2 separate regions of the Oryctolagus cuniculus genome follow, and region 2 is linked to region 1. The links are chromatin contacts, called in public Hi-C maps. All regions are on one chromosome and are shown on one strand. The core of a region is the stretch at or near the end of the contact, and the rest is flanking DNA. Distances in the headings are between cores, read along the strand shown.

Region 1 (7,800 bases), core at 3,259-5,758:
GGTTAAAAGGCTATGTTGTAGTATAAGTATTTTATCACAATTTTTATAGATTTATTCATTTACTTGAAAGTCAGAGTTTCACAGAGAGAGAAGGAGAGGCAGAGAGAGAGAGAAGTCTTCTATCCACTGGTTCACTCCCCAATTGGCTGCAATGGCTGGAGCTGCGCCAATCCGAAGCCAGAAGCCAGGTGCTTCTTCCCAGTCTCCCACGTGGGTGCTGGGGCCCAAAGACTTGGGCCATCTTCTACTGCTTTCCCAGGCCATAGCAGAGAGCTGGATCAAAAGTGTAGCAGCCGGGACTTGAACCAGCACCCATATGGGATGGCGGCACTGCAGGCAGCGGTTTTACCCACTATGCCACAGTGCTGGCCCCAACAATTTTTTTTTAAAAGTACAGAGTGCCTTTCTGCAATTTCTACCATTCCTAAAGAAAAGCAGAAATGAGCCCAGGACAGTTCTTAAAACCATAAGCATGTCTAGTTTCACCAAATGTCCAGCTTCTACACTAGAGCCTCTCGGCAATAGCTTTTCTCCTCCTTCTCAAACCCATCAGTGGTTCTCCACAACTGGAAATAGGAAAAAATTGGCTGATAAGACAGAAATAGAAAAAAGCAAGATAAGACTAACAAGAATGTTTCAAGAATACTACTTCTTGATGGTCCAAGTTACTTGATTAGGGAGAATAATATGCCCTCCTTTCTCAAGGGCTGTTGCAGGGGTTATGTAAATCCATAGCTATAAAGTATTTAAAAGTTGGGATGGGCATGTAGTGTATCATCTGTTAAGTCTCTGCTTGGAACACCCATATCCCTTATCAAAATGCCTAGGTTCAAGTCCCAGCTGCTCTGCTTCTTATCTAGCTTCCTGCTAATGCGCACCCTGGGAGACAGCAAACAATGCTTAAGTATTTGTATCCTCAGGGTGCAGTTCCTGGCTCCTGGCTTCAGCCTGGCCATCCTAGCTATTGCACCCACCTATAGAGTGAATTAGCACATGAAAGATCTCTCTCTCTCTCTTCTCTCCCTGCAATTCTGCCTTTCAAATAAAAAAATCTTAAAAGAAATAAATAAAATAAAACAAAAAAACCTGGATCCCCACCACCCACATAAGAGCCCCATATTGAGTTCCTCACTCCTGACTTTAGCCTGGCCCAGCCCTGGCTGGTGCAGGCATTTGGGGAATAACCTAGCAGATGGAAAATCTCTTGTCTCTCTGAGTTCCAAATAAAAAAGGGAAAGAAACTGGTCCCCCTCTGCCTTCAGAATAAACTGCAAACTCCTATGACATACAAGGCCTTGCCTTGTCTCCTGCCATTTTCTCATGAGTGCCCTGAATCCCAACAGATTTATTTACTTACAGTTCCTTGATTATCTTAGAGTAAGCCAATTCTCTACGCCAGCTCCCCATTCTCAACCTAATGCTCTCTTACTTAAGCAAAGCATCTCTGCCTCCATACTTCACTTCCACAGGATCTGATAGACTTTTTTTTTTTTTTTTTTTGACAGGCAGAGTGGACAGTGAGAGAGAGAGACAGAGAGAAAGGTCTTCCTTTGCTGTTGGTTCACCCTCCAATGGCCGTCGGCCGCGCACCGCACTGATCCAAAGGCAGGAGCCAGGTACTTATCCTGGTCTCCCATGGGGTGCAGGGCCCAAGGACTTGGGCCATCCTCCACTGCACTCCCTGGCCACAGCAGAGAGCTGGCCTGGAAGAGGGGCAACCAGGACAGAATCCGGCGCCCCAACCGGGACTAAAACCCGGTGTGCCGGCGCCGCAAAGCGGAGGATTAGCCTAGTGAGCTGCGGCGCTGGCCTGATAGACTTCTATCACAGCATTCCAACTACTGTCTGATAGTTTTCTTGACTATCTCTCCTCATAGATTATAAACTTCAGAGTAAGGTTTATGTTTCCCATGCTGGGTGCTTTGTTTAGTTCCTAGAATCCAGTAAACATTCCAAATAGTTGCTGAACTAGGGAAAAAAGAGGAAGAAATGCAAACATAACTTGTATCAGTTGATTCTCAGATCAACCCTAGCAACCTTACTCATTAAAAAAAAAAAAAAAAAAACTGCGTCTCAAAGCAGTTAGCTGACTCATTCAAGTAGTGGAGTAGCAGAGCCAAGCTTTCAAACAAAGCTTTTAAGATTCCCAGGCAGGCATGCTTTTCCAGCATTTGGAACTCCTCATAGTGTCTCAAATGCCTCTTCAGAATAGGTGATCGGCCGGCGCCCAGGCTCACTAGGCTAATCCTCTACCTGCAGCACCGGCACCCCGGGTTCTAGTCCCGATCGGGGCGCCAGATTTTGTCCCGGTTGCTCCTCTTCCAGGCCAGCTCTCTGCTGTGGCCCTGGAAGGCAGTGGAGGATGGCCCAGGTCCTTGGGCCCTGCACCCACATGGGAGACCAGGAGGAAGCACCTGGCTCCTGGCTTCAGATCAGCGCAGCGCGCCAGTCGTAGCGGTCATTTGGGGGGTGAACCAACGGAAAAGGAAGACCTTTCTCTCTGTCTCTCTCTCACTAACTCTGCCTGTCAAAAAAAAAAAAGAATAGGTGATCAATACAAACCTGCTACTTTCATTTTCACTGCCATTTTGAACTTGTCCTAAGGAAGTCTCTGTTGCTTTATCACACATTACACTGTAAGTATAATGTGAAGATTTTAGGGAATTACCATATAAAATGAAAATGATTTTCCTTATCGTAACTTGCACTGAACCAAAAAAATTAAAACACAGGAAAAAAGGAGGTGGGCGTTTGGCCTACCAGTTAAAGACTACCACATCCCATACCAGAGCGCCTGGGTGCTAGTCACACTCTACTCCTGACTCCAGCTTCCTGTTAATGCACACCCTAGAACAAGGCAGGTGATGTCTCAAGTACTTGAGTCTCTGCCATCCATGTGGAAACCCAGATTGCATTTCTGCCTCCTGATTTCAGCCTGGCCCAGCCCCTGCAATTGTAGACATTTTGGGGAATGAACCAGCAATGGGTGCTGGCTGTCCCTGTCTCTGTCTCTCTGCCTCTCATAAAAATACAAAGAAAAAAATTTTTTAATTTAAAGAAGAGTCAATTAATGAAGCACAGAGAGGTGGTTTCTATGGATACTACCACTTAGAAAGAAGTGAACCTGCAGCATTCCACATGATTGGTCAGGGGCAAGAACATTTAAGGCATTTGGAGCAGCCACTAACTTCTCAGACAAAACAAAGTGTTTATTTTGGGTCTGTAGCCCAATAAACTTTTCATCTTTCCCCCCCAAATATTCATCTTAAAAACTAAGAGAGTTAGAACATCCTAACTGCCATTTCCCCAGCAGTCCTCAGATCTGAATCAATTCTGCCCCGGCATCAACAATTACTTCACTAGGTGAACCTCTCTGTGGGTTACAGGAATTATTCTTCAAACATTTATAAAGCAGCAAAGGTGCTGCCATTTACAAGCATGACAACGAATACAAAAAATACAACTGCAGTCTTTGTAAACCACATACAAAAATATTGAAAACACAAGTGTAAAATGACAACCAAAAAGACAGCCAGACGCAGGAGCCTGCTATGAAAAATAGTCTTTGGTCCAGTTTTTGACAGACTTGGTAAAATTATGAGTTTTCCCATTCCTCCCTAAGTTCTGTAACCTCTTAACTTTGTTCCTCATGTACCTCCGGGAGGTCACAGTATGGCAGAAGGGCTGAATCTAAGAAGTACAGCAGCTTCCCACATGGGTGCTAAGCTGTCCAGCAGTCCTTCCTTCCTTAAGTTAGTCATTTATTCAGCACACTTATGACGCGCCAGACACTGTGGTAGGCAAAGTAAGATGACAGATACGGCCCCCGTCCTCTTCCAGCTCTCATCTAATAATCTACATCCCACCTCACTGGACAGTGAACAATTGACTTATAATGTCTGAAACAAACTCAGAGACCCTCAGGGTCTGAAGGGACTGCAGGAGAGAAATGTCCTCGTTTTTCAGATGCAAGAGCTCCGAAAGAAACTTGCCCAAGGTCACTCTGTGCATCAGTGACAGAACTAGAAGAACTGTGTCTCCCGAAACTCCACCTAAAACCGCAGGTGCCCCTCTCCGTGAGGAGAAGTGGTTACAGAAAAGCCCCGGTAAAGAAGAGTCTGATGTCACTCTCTCCCTCTCGAAAGAAGGGGAAGCCAAAGCCAAATAGGAACTACGAAGAGCTGACAAGCTGCCTCAGTTTCCCCGCAGAAAGGCGGCCACGCAACCTAGCTATCGTACAGGTTTCCCTTCTGCTCTTCCTTCCAGTTCTTCCCGCCCAGGCCTCCCCGATTCCAACCCAGGGACCCGGCGGGCGACAGTAGAAAATGACTCCTTCACTCACAAGGACTCGCACCAGCAACGCCATGTTCCTCAACAACCATTTCCGGGTGAAAGGTGGGCTTCCGGAGTCCCCGCCGCCACCGCCCCTTTACTACGTTATTCTACCGCCCGCGGGATTCCGACAGCGGCGGCGCAGGCGCACAGAGCTGCTGCGCGCAGGCGCGGGCGCGCGCGCGTTTACCCGGGCTTCGGTTCTCTCCCGGGGAAGCGTCACAGTGGCTCCAGTGCGTTCTTTGACGCTCTCTCCCTGGACCCCACCCTCGGAGCTTTTCCCTCACTTCACCCAGCCTCACTCTTCGGCTACACCTCGTCACAGTCCCTCCTCTTAGACTCCATTCATCCCCTTTTTAATTGGAGCTGAATAGAACAGGTCCCTTGGAAATACCACTATTTAAAAGGAGCCAGAGCCCAAGAACTTGGACCCCTGCACCCACGGGAGAGATCTGGATGGAGCTCCTGGCTCTTGGCTTCTGCCTGGCCCAGCCCTGGCCATTACAGCCATTTGGGGAGTGAACCAGTGGATGGAAAATTGTGTGTGTGTGTGTGTGTGAGTGTGTGTTCTTGTCCTTCTGTCAGTAATTCTACCTTAAAATAAATCAATAAACTTTTTAAAATAGATAAAAGAGCCTGTGAAGGGGTCCTGAAAAGGGAGGAAGGTGTTCACAAATGCTGATCTGAACCCTGGTGGAGGAGGGAACTTGGAGTGGTTGATGTTTAAGGTGAATATTTTTGAATACTGATAGGAAATGATTAGTAAGGGGTACAGGAAAAAAAAAAATCAAGAATACAGCCGGCGCTGCAGCTCACTAGGATAATCCTCCGCCTTGCGGCGCTGGAACACCGGGTTCTAATCCTGGTCGGGGCGCCAGATTCTTTCCCGGTTGCCCCTCTTCCAGGCCAGCTCTCTGCTATGGCCAGGGAGTGCAGTGGAGGATGGCCCAAGTCCTTGGGCCCTGCACCCCATGGGACCCAGGAGAAGTACCTGGCTCCTGCCTTCGGATCAGCGCAGTGCGCCGGCCGCGGTGGCCATTGGAGGGTGAACTAACGGCAAAAGGAAGACCTTTCTCTCTCTCTCACTGTCCACTCTGCCTGTCAAAAAAATAAATAAATAAAAATTTTAAAAAAAGAGCTGAAACTTAAAAAAAAAAAAAATACAAGCAGGGCCCTGGCCTGAAGCACCCGCATCCTATATGGGCGCCGGTTCTAGTCCCAGCTGCTCCTCTTCTGATCCAGCTCTCTGCTATGGCCTGGGAAAGCAGTAGAAGATGGCCCAAGTCCTTGGGCCCCGGCACCAGTGTGGGAGACCCAGAAGAAGCTCCTGGCTCCTGGCTCCAGATCGGCGCAGCTCCAGCTGTTGCAGCCATCTGGGGTGTGAACCATCGGACGGAAGACCTCTCTCTCTCTCTCTCTTTCTCTCTGCCTCTCCTCTCTCTGTGTAACTCTGACTTTCAAATTAATTAATTAATTTCAAAAAAAAAAACAACCCACTGAGTGTTCATCTGCTGGACACAAGACAGAAGTGGATAGTGGCGTCGTGGAGCTCACAGGCTAAAGGAGAAGGCACAGGCAAGTCTGGTAAACCAGCGAGAAAATGAAGACTGTGTTATGAGGATCAAACAGTGAAATTGGAGAATAACACACAGAACTTACTTTAGAGACAATGTGAGAAAGTGATATAATATGTAGGGTGAGATCTACAGGGTAAGAAGGAAATTCACATGTATGTTTTTAACCTAATGTATTTATTTTTCAATCAGGTAATAAAAAGTATGAATATGTATTATGTATAACATGGTGTGTCATTTGACACACATTATGAATTGTTAAATCAAGCTATATATGCATTGACTCACATACCATTTTTTGTCGTGAGAATACTTAAAATCTACTAAGTGATTTTTCAGGAACTTAACACATTGTTGGTAAATATAATCACCATGCTGTACAATAGATTTCTTAAACTTCTTCCTGCTAAGTAACTGAGATCAGACAAGATCACAGCCTCCAGGGTGGTGTGGCTATAGCAGCTAACCAAAATCTTTTATCCAGGGGGCTGGCGCCATGGCGCAGTGGGTTAATCTTCCACCTGCAGCTCTGTTGTCCCATATGGGCGCCGGTTCTAGTCGCGGCTGCTCCTCTTCCAATCCAGCTCTCTGCTGTGGCCTGGGAAGGCAGTGGAAGATGGCCCAATTTCTTGGGCCCCTGCACTCACATGGGAGAATGGGAGGAGGCTCCTGGCTCCTGGCTTCAGATCGGTGCAGCTCCGGCTGTTGCGACCACCTGGGGAGTGAACCAATGGACAGAAGACCTTTCTCTCTATCTCTCCCTCTCATTGTCTGTAGCTCTACCTCTCAAATAAATAAAATAAAATCTTTAAAAAAAAAAAAAAAAAAAAAAAAGAAGGCCGGCGCCGCGGCTCACTAGGCTAATCCTCCGCCTAGCGGCGCCGGCACACCGGATTCTAGTCCCGGTTGGGGCGCCGGATTCTGTCCCGGTTGCCCCTCTTCCAGGCCAGCTCTCTGCTGTGGCCAGGGAGTGCAGTGGAGGATGGCCCAGGTGCTTGGGCCCTGCACCCCATGGGAGACCAGGAAAAGCACCTGGCTCCTGGCTCCTGCCATCGGATCGGCGCGGTGCGCTGGCCGCATCGCACCGGCCGCGGCGGCCATTGGAGGGTGAACCAACGGCAAAGGAAGACCTTTCTCTCTGTCTCTCTCTCTCTCACTGTCCACTCTGCCTGTCAAAAAAAAAAAAAGAAAAAGAAAAAAGAAAAAAAAAAGAAATCTCTAACCACTCACCCCCACCACAACCCCTGATAATCATTTCTACTCTCTGAGTTCGACTTTTTAGATTCCACATATAAGTAAAATCATGCAGTATTTATCTTTCTGTACTTGGCTTATTTCACTTAACATAATGTCTTCTGGGTACATCCATATTGTCCCAAATGACATGATTTTCTACTTTTTAAAGGCTGAATAGTATTCCATTGTGGTAATATGAGGGTTCTTCAAAAAGTTCATGGGAAATATAATTAAAAGATGTTTATCCTAGCACAAAAAAAGTTGAAATCTGTGTATACAAAGGGTCTTCAAAGAATTCAAGAAAAGATCATATGCCTGGATTTCAAAAATTTTTGTACCAGAATGAACTTTTAATCCCATTCTCTCATGAACTTTCTGAAGTACCTTCATAGGCCACATTTTCTGTTTCCAGTCACCCACTGATGACCATTTAGGTTGAGTCAGTATTTGGGTATTGTGAATAATGCTGCAGTGAGCATGAGAGTGCAAATAGATCTTAACTGATACATATCCCTTAACTAATTTCATATCCCTTGTTGCTTTTTTAAAAGATTTATTTTAAGTCAGAGTTACACACAGAGAGAAGGAGAGGCAGAGAGAGAGAGGTCTTTCATCCACTGGTTCATTCCCCAGTTGGCCACAATGGCTGTAGCTGCAC
Region 2 (7,800 bases), core at 2,100-4,599, 56 kb before region 1:
GCATCTCTGGGTATTGCAGCCAATTGGGCAGTGAACCAGTGGATGGAAGATCTCTCTCTCTCTCTCTGCTCTCTCTGCCTCTCCTCTCTCTGTGTAACTCTGAATTTCAAATAAATAAATAAATCTTAAAAAAAAAAAAAGAACTAACAGGTAGAACTACTAAGGGTTCTGACAGTTGAAGCTTCCTCTGTGATCCTAAAAGCACCACTCACATTTAATATAAAAGTTTGCCATTCTAATTCATAATTAACTATCATACAGGTCTTATCTCCTAAACTAGACTGTGAGCCACTCGAAAACTATCCCCAGTTCCCAGCAAAGTACCTAGGACGTAGTGTGCACTCGATAAACTATTTGCTTCAAAAAAATCATCATGTAAAACAAGCTGCTACCCTAGGCCCCCCAGCCAAATTCAGTGACGATGTGAGTTCAGGAGAAGGAACGTTTCAGAAGCAATCAAAACCAAAACGCCTTTATATAGTCAGCCTGTGATGCACAGGCTCAGCTGAAGGCAGTCTCAAACAAGGGTCCTTTTGACAGGGCAGTCATTCCCCACGTTCCTCAGATACTCACTATGGTCAAAGTAGTAAACTTAGTTCTCCAGAATTTACCTTCCCAAGATCTGGCAGTTCAAAAAATACATTCCCCAGCCCCCACTTCAACGACTCTCCTATATCCTTCTGACCTTTAATACTGCGTAACGTTAGATGAAAAATTGATTTTTTTTGGCTATTTATTTCACAGCTGAAGAAAAAATATACTGTGTAAGGTGTTAAATATTTTTACATGCAACAAACCTGGCAAGCCTCTAACCTGTATGCACACTTTAGAGTGCAGAGGTAAATGTCAGTGCTGTAATTTGTTACAGGTTTCTGATGACCAGCAATGAAAATGACCACGGGTTCTCACAATTCAAACCACTTTTACGTAAATGTGAACTTTCCTAAAACAGCCAAAGGAGAGAACTTTCCATCTAAGCTCACAGAGTCTCTTAGAGATACTGATAGCATTGTTCACTGGGTTAGGTGCTCTTTGAAAAAAAAAAAAAAAAAAAAAAAAAAAAAACAACTTACAAATATTAGTTTATTTCTGGGCCTATGCTTTGACCTTTAATAAAAATGTCCTTCAAGACACCAGTTATTAAAAATGAAAGGAACAATTTTTAATGCCTGAACAACTGCCATTTCATATAATCGGCCCTGCAGAAGGCTATACCTTACAAGTCAGCAGTGTTAGAAAAAAAAAAAAGTGGTGACCTCACTTACCAGACATGGAGTAGCGTTATAAGAAACCATGAGTTGAATGTATCTGGCATCTGACACCCTAGAAAATAACAATAAAATGTAAATGTGTGATGGTTCAGGGAGGCATGCTGACTGTATTTTAAATGTTAGTAGGAATTCCTACTAACATTCGTTCCACTGTTTTCTCACTTTTCATAACACGGCCTAGATGGTCTCTGTGGTTTCTTCCAACTTCTGTGTGATTCTACAGTACCTTCCCTTGCTGGGCTTCAATTCCAAAGAGCCAAGCAAATGCCACCTGGCCTGCCCCCTCTGAACATCAGCTTTTTTCACTTGAGCTCCAGTGTCTCCTTTTTCCCGTCTTCTTTCTACAAGGTTTCCAGTGTGCTATGGACATGAGTATGCAGAATGATTTGCCCAAAAAGATAATAATTAGGAGAAAAAACTGGGGATTGAGGAAGCCAAGGCAAAATGAGAAAGCAGACCTTATCTAATCAAAGGCCAGTAGTCACCCCATCCTTGGTTTCAGATCCCGCATGTCCATGCTCAGACATCCACCTCTCAATTCTCAGATCTCTAAGAAACGCCTCTGGGCAGATGAGGGGTGCCTCACTGAATATGATCTCCTTATTACACCATAGCAGAAAAGCTGAAGCAGGAGAATGAAGAGAAACAAGAAAACTCTGTCCTTTGGAGCAATGAATAAAGAAAAGAAGTAGTTAGGTCCACAGTTGTTATGAAGCAGGTTAAGCTACGTTAGTCATACCAGCATCCCGTATCTGAGTGCCAGTTCAAGTACTGGCTACTCTTATAAGGATCCAGCTTCCTACTAATGCATCTCGGAAGGCGGCAGAATATGGCCCCAATACTTGAGGCTTTGTCACCCATGTAGAAGACCAGGATGGAATTCCTGGCTCATGGCTTCAACTTGGCCCAGCCCTGGCTGACGCAGCCATTTCAGGAGCGAACCAATTCACAGAAGAATAGAAGATCTCTCTCTCTCTGTCACTTTTAAATACATAAATTTTTTGGGAAAAAAAAAAAAGGAGTAGTATCCTCTGCTTTCAGTAGTCAGTGAAGTATACAAAGCACTAAATGATAACAAATAGGAAGATAAAACACAGGGCAGGATCACGTGAGCTGCACTCTCAGTGCCAAGAATAAGAAAGACCTATAATTCACGGTGAGTTTACTATGTGCCAGTCAGAATAGGTGTTTCACATGCAATAGCTCAGTGAATCTCTCCAACAATCCTGCCAGGTGCGTATAGGTAAGAAAACTGATTTTTAGAGAAATGAAGCAATTGCCCAAGGCCACAAACTTATGAAACAAAATAGCTGTGATCAAATTCATATCTACTTGACCCCAGACACTGTGTTCTTAATTGTCATTCTGGGGGCCGGCGCCGTGGCTCACTTGGTTAATCCTCAGCCTGCGGCAGTGCCGACATCCCATACGGGCACTGGGTTCTAGTCCTGGCTGCTCCTCTTCCAGTCCAGCTCTCTGCTGCAGCCCGGGAGGGCAGTGGAGGATGGCCCAAGTGCTTGGGCCCTACACCCACGTGGGAGACCAGGAAGAAGCACCTGGCTCCTGGCTTCAGATCAGTGCAGCGCCGGCCATAGCGGTCATTTGGGGGATGAACTAATGGAAGGAAGACCTTTCTCTCTGTCTCTCTCTTTCTCACTGTCTATAACTCTACCTGTCAAAAAAAATTAATTAATTAATTTAAAAATTGTCATTCTGTCCTCCTAATACTAAAATTGTCAGAAACCAGCACTCTCTGAGGACCCATACTACATGTCAGGTTCACTGCTGGTCATGGCAATGATCTAACTTGACCCTTACTTTAACCCCAGAGGGAAGCACTAGGAATCCTCATTGTAAGATGAGAAAACAGCCTCAAAAACGCTAAGTAACTTGAGGGCAGTCCTATTAACAAGCTAGTGGCAGGCTGGGGTTTGAATCCATGTCTGTCACAAAGTGATACCAAAATACTCGGTGAGCTTACTGGGAGTGCCCAGCAGCTGTCAAGTGGACTTCCTCTCAGAGCTTAGCAGGAGGGAGGCAAAGGCTGGCTTGGCCAGCCATACAGCTATTAAGACACATGCCATCTGAGAGTGGGCCAGCCGCCCTCCACCTAGAACAAGAATAGCCCTGAGAAACTCTCAAGCCTGGATCTGAAGCTGGGTCTTTTTTTGGATGCTAGAACAAAACATTAAGAAGCAAAGTTTTCTTGGAAGTCTGTCTTTCAATCTGGAAAATGAAATTTGGCCGCCTGCAAAGGACAATCTGTTCAACTGCTACCTCTACATCAAAGCTTCTCGGCAGCCTCCAGGAGCCTTTCCAGTTTTCTCAGAGAGGGAATCAGTTCTTGGGCTGGAAAGCACAGGCAGGCAGGCCGGCCAACAGCTGGACTCGGGTCACCATTTTCCCTTCGAGGGGTCAGCTCAGGGCTGAGGATGAGAAAAGGGCTGGCACATGATTTGAGTCCCTCTACCTACTGGAGTCAGAATAGAAACCCACAGGGTAAAACCCTAAAAAATAAGGCCAATGAATGTTGACTGTCAGCAATGCAAAACTAGAGCAGATTCTTTAGCTCAATGAAACCTGTTTGCACACTTCAAAGTCAAAATCTGCAATATGCCTTTGTTTTGATTACACTCTTCCTCCAATGTACACACAGTGCATTTTTTCTGAGGCTAGCCACTTTCTTCTTTGACACCAGGTTGGATAAAATTAAATAATTCATCACTGTTTTGAGTAGCAGAATTAGCACACTTGTTCATTAATGTGGGCTCAGTCTGCCTCATCCAAAATCCTGACCCTACGTCGTAGTCACTACATGACTCAGGAAAGGTACTTGGTCTCGCAGGGCTTGGTTTTCTTCTCTTTATAAACATAGGGAGGACAAGATAATCTACCTTATAAGATTTTTGTGAGGGTTAACTTAAGGCTATAAAATATTTAGCAAAATGGCTAGTAGTCAAAAAGTAACTCAACAAATATTTGCTAGTGTTTTTACTCATTGAATTATTTAAATATTAGAGTTTAAAATACTTGAAACACCTCACTCATTATTTGATTCTGTCAATCACTGACTCAGAACTTGCTAAGAACTCTTGCCTCTGAAGTAATCGGTCTCATGGGTTAAAAGCAAGTAGTTCACATACAGCAGTGTGGAATTAAATGCAAGCCTTACTGATTGGCCATCTCTGTTCCACAGTGCTTTTCATAGCAGAACTGCTCTAGAAAAGACCAATCAGTAAACCACTGCATACTCGGATGGTGTGCTCATCAGTGACAACAAGGGACGGCATTAGAACATCACAGAAACAACAGCTGGCTGCTAAGACATCTCACCACTCAGAATCCCCAAATCTAGCTCTCTGAAGCTAAACCTTTTGAACACCAAGGCTCTGAGATGGTAGAGTCTATAACTTTGGCATTTTATGGGAGCCTATTCAAGAGGGTGCTGTGTGTACGTTTTATTCACCAACATACCATGGTGAACAACTCATTCTTATACAATCTTCAAGAAAGTGCACCAGCCTCTCTTTTGGGAGAAGGGAGAGTGTGGAGGATAACAACTTCCAGCTGCCTGAAGTGCTCTACTCTTTTAAAAAGTTACTGAACCCTCAGGACAGTCAAGCTCCAGGGTAGGTGTTTGGCACAGCAGTTAAGATGCTGCTTGGGACACTTGCATCTCATTATCAGAATCAGCTTCCTTTTAATGTACACCCTGGGAAGTAGCAGATAATGGCTCAAGTACTTGGGTCCCCACCATGCATGTGGAAGACCCAGATGGAGTTCCAGGCTACTGACTTTGGCCTCGCCCAGTCCGTGCTGTTGCAGACATTTGGGGGAGTTAACCAGCATACAGAAGTTCTCCTTATCCATCCGTCTCTCTCACTCTTTCAGTTTCTCTGCCTTTAAAATAAATTTAAAAAATAAAATAAAATTCGAGGTCGGCACTGTGGCATAGTGGGTAAAGCCGCTGACTGCAGCACTGGCATCCCATATGAGCACTGGTTCAAGCCCTAGCTGCTCTTCTTCCGATCCAGCTCCCTGCTGATGCACCTGGGCAAGCAGTGGAAGATGGCCCAAGTCCCTGGGACCCTGCACTCACATGGGAGACCTGGAAGAAACTCCTAGCTCCTGACTCCTTGGCTTCCAGCCAGACTCCAGCTCTGGCTGTTGCCGCCATTTGGGGAGTGAACCAGCAGATGAAAGTTCTCTCTGTCTCTCCCTCTCTCTGTAACTCTTTCAAATAAATACATAGACCTTTAAAATAATAATAATCACAAAATTGTAAAATAAAATTCAAGAACTATGTGACCAATAGCATTTATAATCTTGGGAAGCAATATACAAGAGGTTTTCAAAACATTCATGAAAAACACCTATTATAAAACAATTATGCATGATTTATTTTTATTTTGTATCCAAATAATCTCCATTCCCTTTTCCCTAAACTTTTTGAGGTACCCCCATACATTTTCTTCTCTTATTCCAAACTTTCTTTAGAATTTGAGCCACAAGAAAGTCAGAATCAGTATATTTTTCATCATCTGTCTTCAGGTGCTACTTTCTAGACTGCTTCTTTTTATTCACTAGTCATTGTCTGGAACCAATTCAATTTGATTTTAAAACTTAACCAGCCCACAAATGACAAAAATAGGCCATACTGAAGCATAATTCAAATAAACATGCTAAAGGTCTTCAAAGGCAATTCTAAAACTGAGTCACAGAAAACATACAGATACCGAGTTACAGTGCTTCACTGACTCATACCATGGAAATGACAATATATTCATTTTACACGCTAAAAACAAAGAAGTGGGGGGACAGTGAGGACTGTTGTACTAGTTAGTGATTTGTTCTTAAATTTGGGCATTGGTAATGAGTGTGACCAGATGACAAAAACGCATTTATCTGTATACGTATGTGTATTTCTTGGTATGCATACTGTATTTCAATAAAATGTTTAAAAAAATATGAAAAGTAGTGTCACTGAAAAATTCTCTGCCTCCTCAGCTAACTACTTTGAAGGACAAAGCCAGAACAAAGTTTAGTGAAGTATACAGGTTATAGTATGTATCGACATTAGTCTTTAGTCTGCAAAACTAGTACAACATTTCACAGAAGTACTTCTTATTTAAGTGCAACAAAATGCAAAAATACTAAGATGGATTATGGGAAAGGCACTGTAGCATAGCAGGTTAAACCACCACTTGAGACACCTGTTAGAGCACCACCTGAAGTCCCGTTTCCTCTGCTTCCGAGCCAGATTCTGGAAAATGCACCTGAAAAGGCAGTGAAGACAGCCCAAGTACTTGGGTTCCTGCCAACCACGTGGGAGACCCAGATGGAGTTCCTGGCTCCTGGCTTCAGCCTGGCCCAGCCCTGGTTGTTCTGGGCACTTGAAAAGTAAACCAATAGATGAAGATCTTTCTCTCTGTGTGTTATTCTTTAAAATAAATAAATACATCTTTTAAAAAAGAGGGATTACATTTCTAAACTGCAAACACATTCATTCATAGGCAACATGTCATAGTGGAAAAATCCCTGGATTTTAAGCCAAGCAACAAAGGCTCAAATCTTGGCTAAGCAATCGTAGGACAGTCACTTGGCCCCTTAAGCCTCAACTGCTTCTGAAAACAAAACAAGCAAAAATAAAAACAATAATTTAACCCCTATCTCACAAGGTTTTATAACTCCTACATGAGATAAAGGTAAAGCATAACATGTAAAAGTGATCACATAGAATATAACAATTACAATTCTTAAAAATTTTCCCAAGTTTAATAAGGAATTTATAACAGGCTATAAACTGAAACATAATACACTGATTTAAACAAGATAACACTTGATTCTATATTAATACTAAACAATCTTCAATAATAAAGGATTGGTCAAGACATAGATAGCTAGTAAGTATCCTCTCAAACTAATCATAATGAATTTGATTTACTGAATCAAATATTAAATAGGTATCTGAGGATAAGATTTTCTTAATATTTTATAAAAACAGGGGCCGGCACTGTGGTGCAGTGGGTTAAAGCCCTGGCCTGAAGCGCTGGCATCCCATATGGGCACCGGTTCTGGTCCCGGCTGCTCCTCTTCCAATCCAGCTCTCTGCTGTGGCCTGGGATAGCAGTAGAAGATGGCTCAAGTCCTTGGGCTCCTGCACCCGTGTGGGAGAGGAAGCTCCTGGCTTCAGATCGGCGCAGCTCTGGCCGTTGCGGCCATCTGGGGAGTGAACCATCGGATGGAAGACCTCTCTCTCTCTCTCTCCCTCTCTGCCTCTCCTCTCTCTGTGTAACTCTGACTTTCAAATAAATAAAATCAATCTTAAAAAAAAATATTTTATAAAAATACTTAAGCAAATGGATTAAAGAAAACACTTTAAAAAACTAGCTTTTCAGGGCCAGTGCTGAGGCTTAGCAGGTTGGGCTGCTGCCTGCAGTGCTGGCATCCCATATGGGCAACGGTTCAAGTCCCAGCTGCTCCTTCTCCAATTCAGCTCTCCGCTATGGCCTGGGAAAGCAGTAGAAGA

What was found. A called contact is a pair of places that touch in the nucleus more often than the background predicts.
Region 2: a contact with region 1 is called in a Hi-C map of psoas muscle, with 2.1 times the contacts expected there. The contact joins the enhancer-like site here to the promoter of UQCC1 in region 1. A contact is called at or near these places in 2 of 6 Hi-C or Micro-C datasets (psoas muscle and an unstated tissue).

What each region holds. Positions count from the first base shown.
Region 1 is chr11:22,740,591-22,748,390 of mOryCun1.1, reverse strand. It overlaps UQCC1 (ubiquinol-cytochrome c reductase complex assembly factor 1), which reads right to left and starts at 4,508. Exons shown (of 10, transcript XM_002710826.5): 1 at 4,343-4,508. The coding sequence starts at 4,366.
Region 2 is chr11:22,795,335-22,803,134 of mOryCun1.1, reverse strand. It overlaps UQCC1 (ubiquinol-cytochrome c reductase complex assembly factor 1), which reads right to left. Exons shown (of 10, transcript XM_002710826.5): 6 at 1,266-1,323. Among named protein-coding and RNA genes, the nearest start is that of UQCC1, 55 kb to the right of the region's middle. Within about 2 kb of position 3,349, at least 1 of the 8 cell types and tissues checked has an H3K27ac peak or open chromatin away from gene starts, as enhancers often do.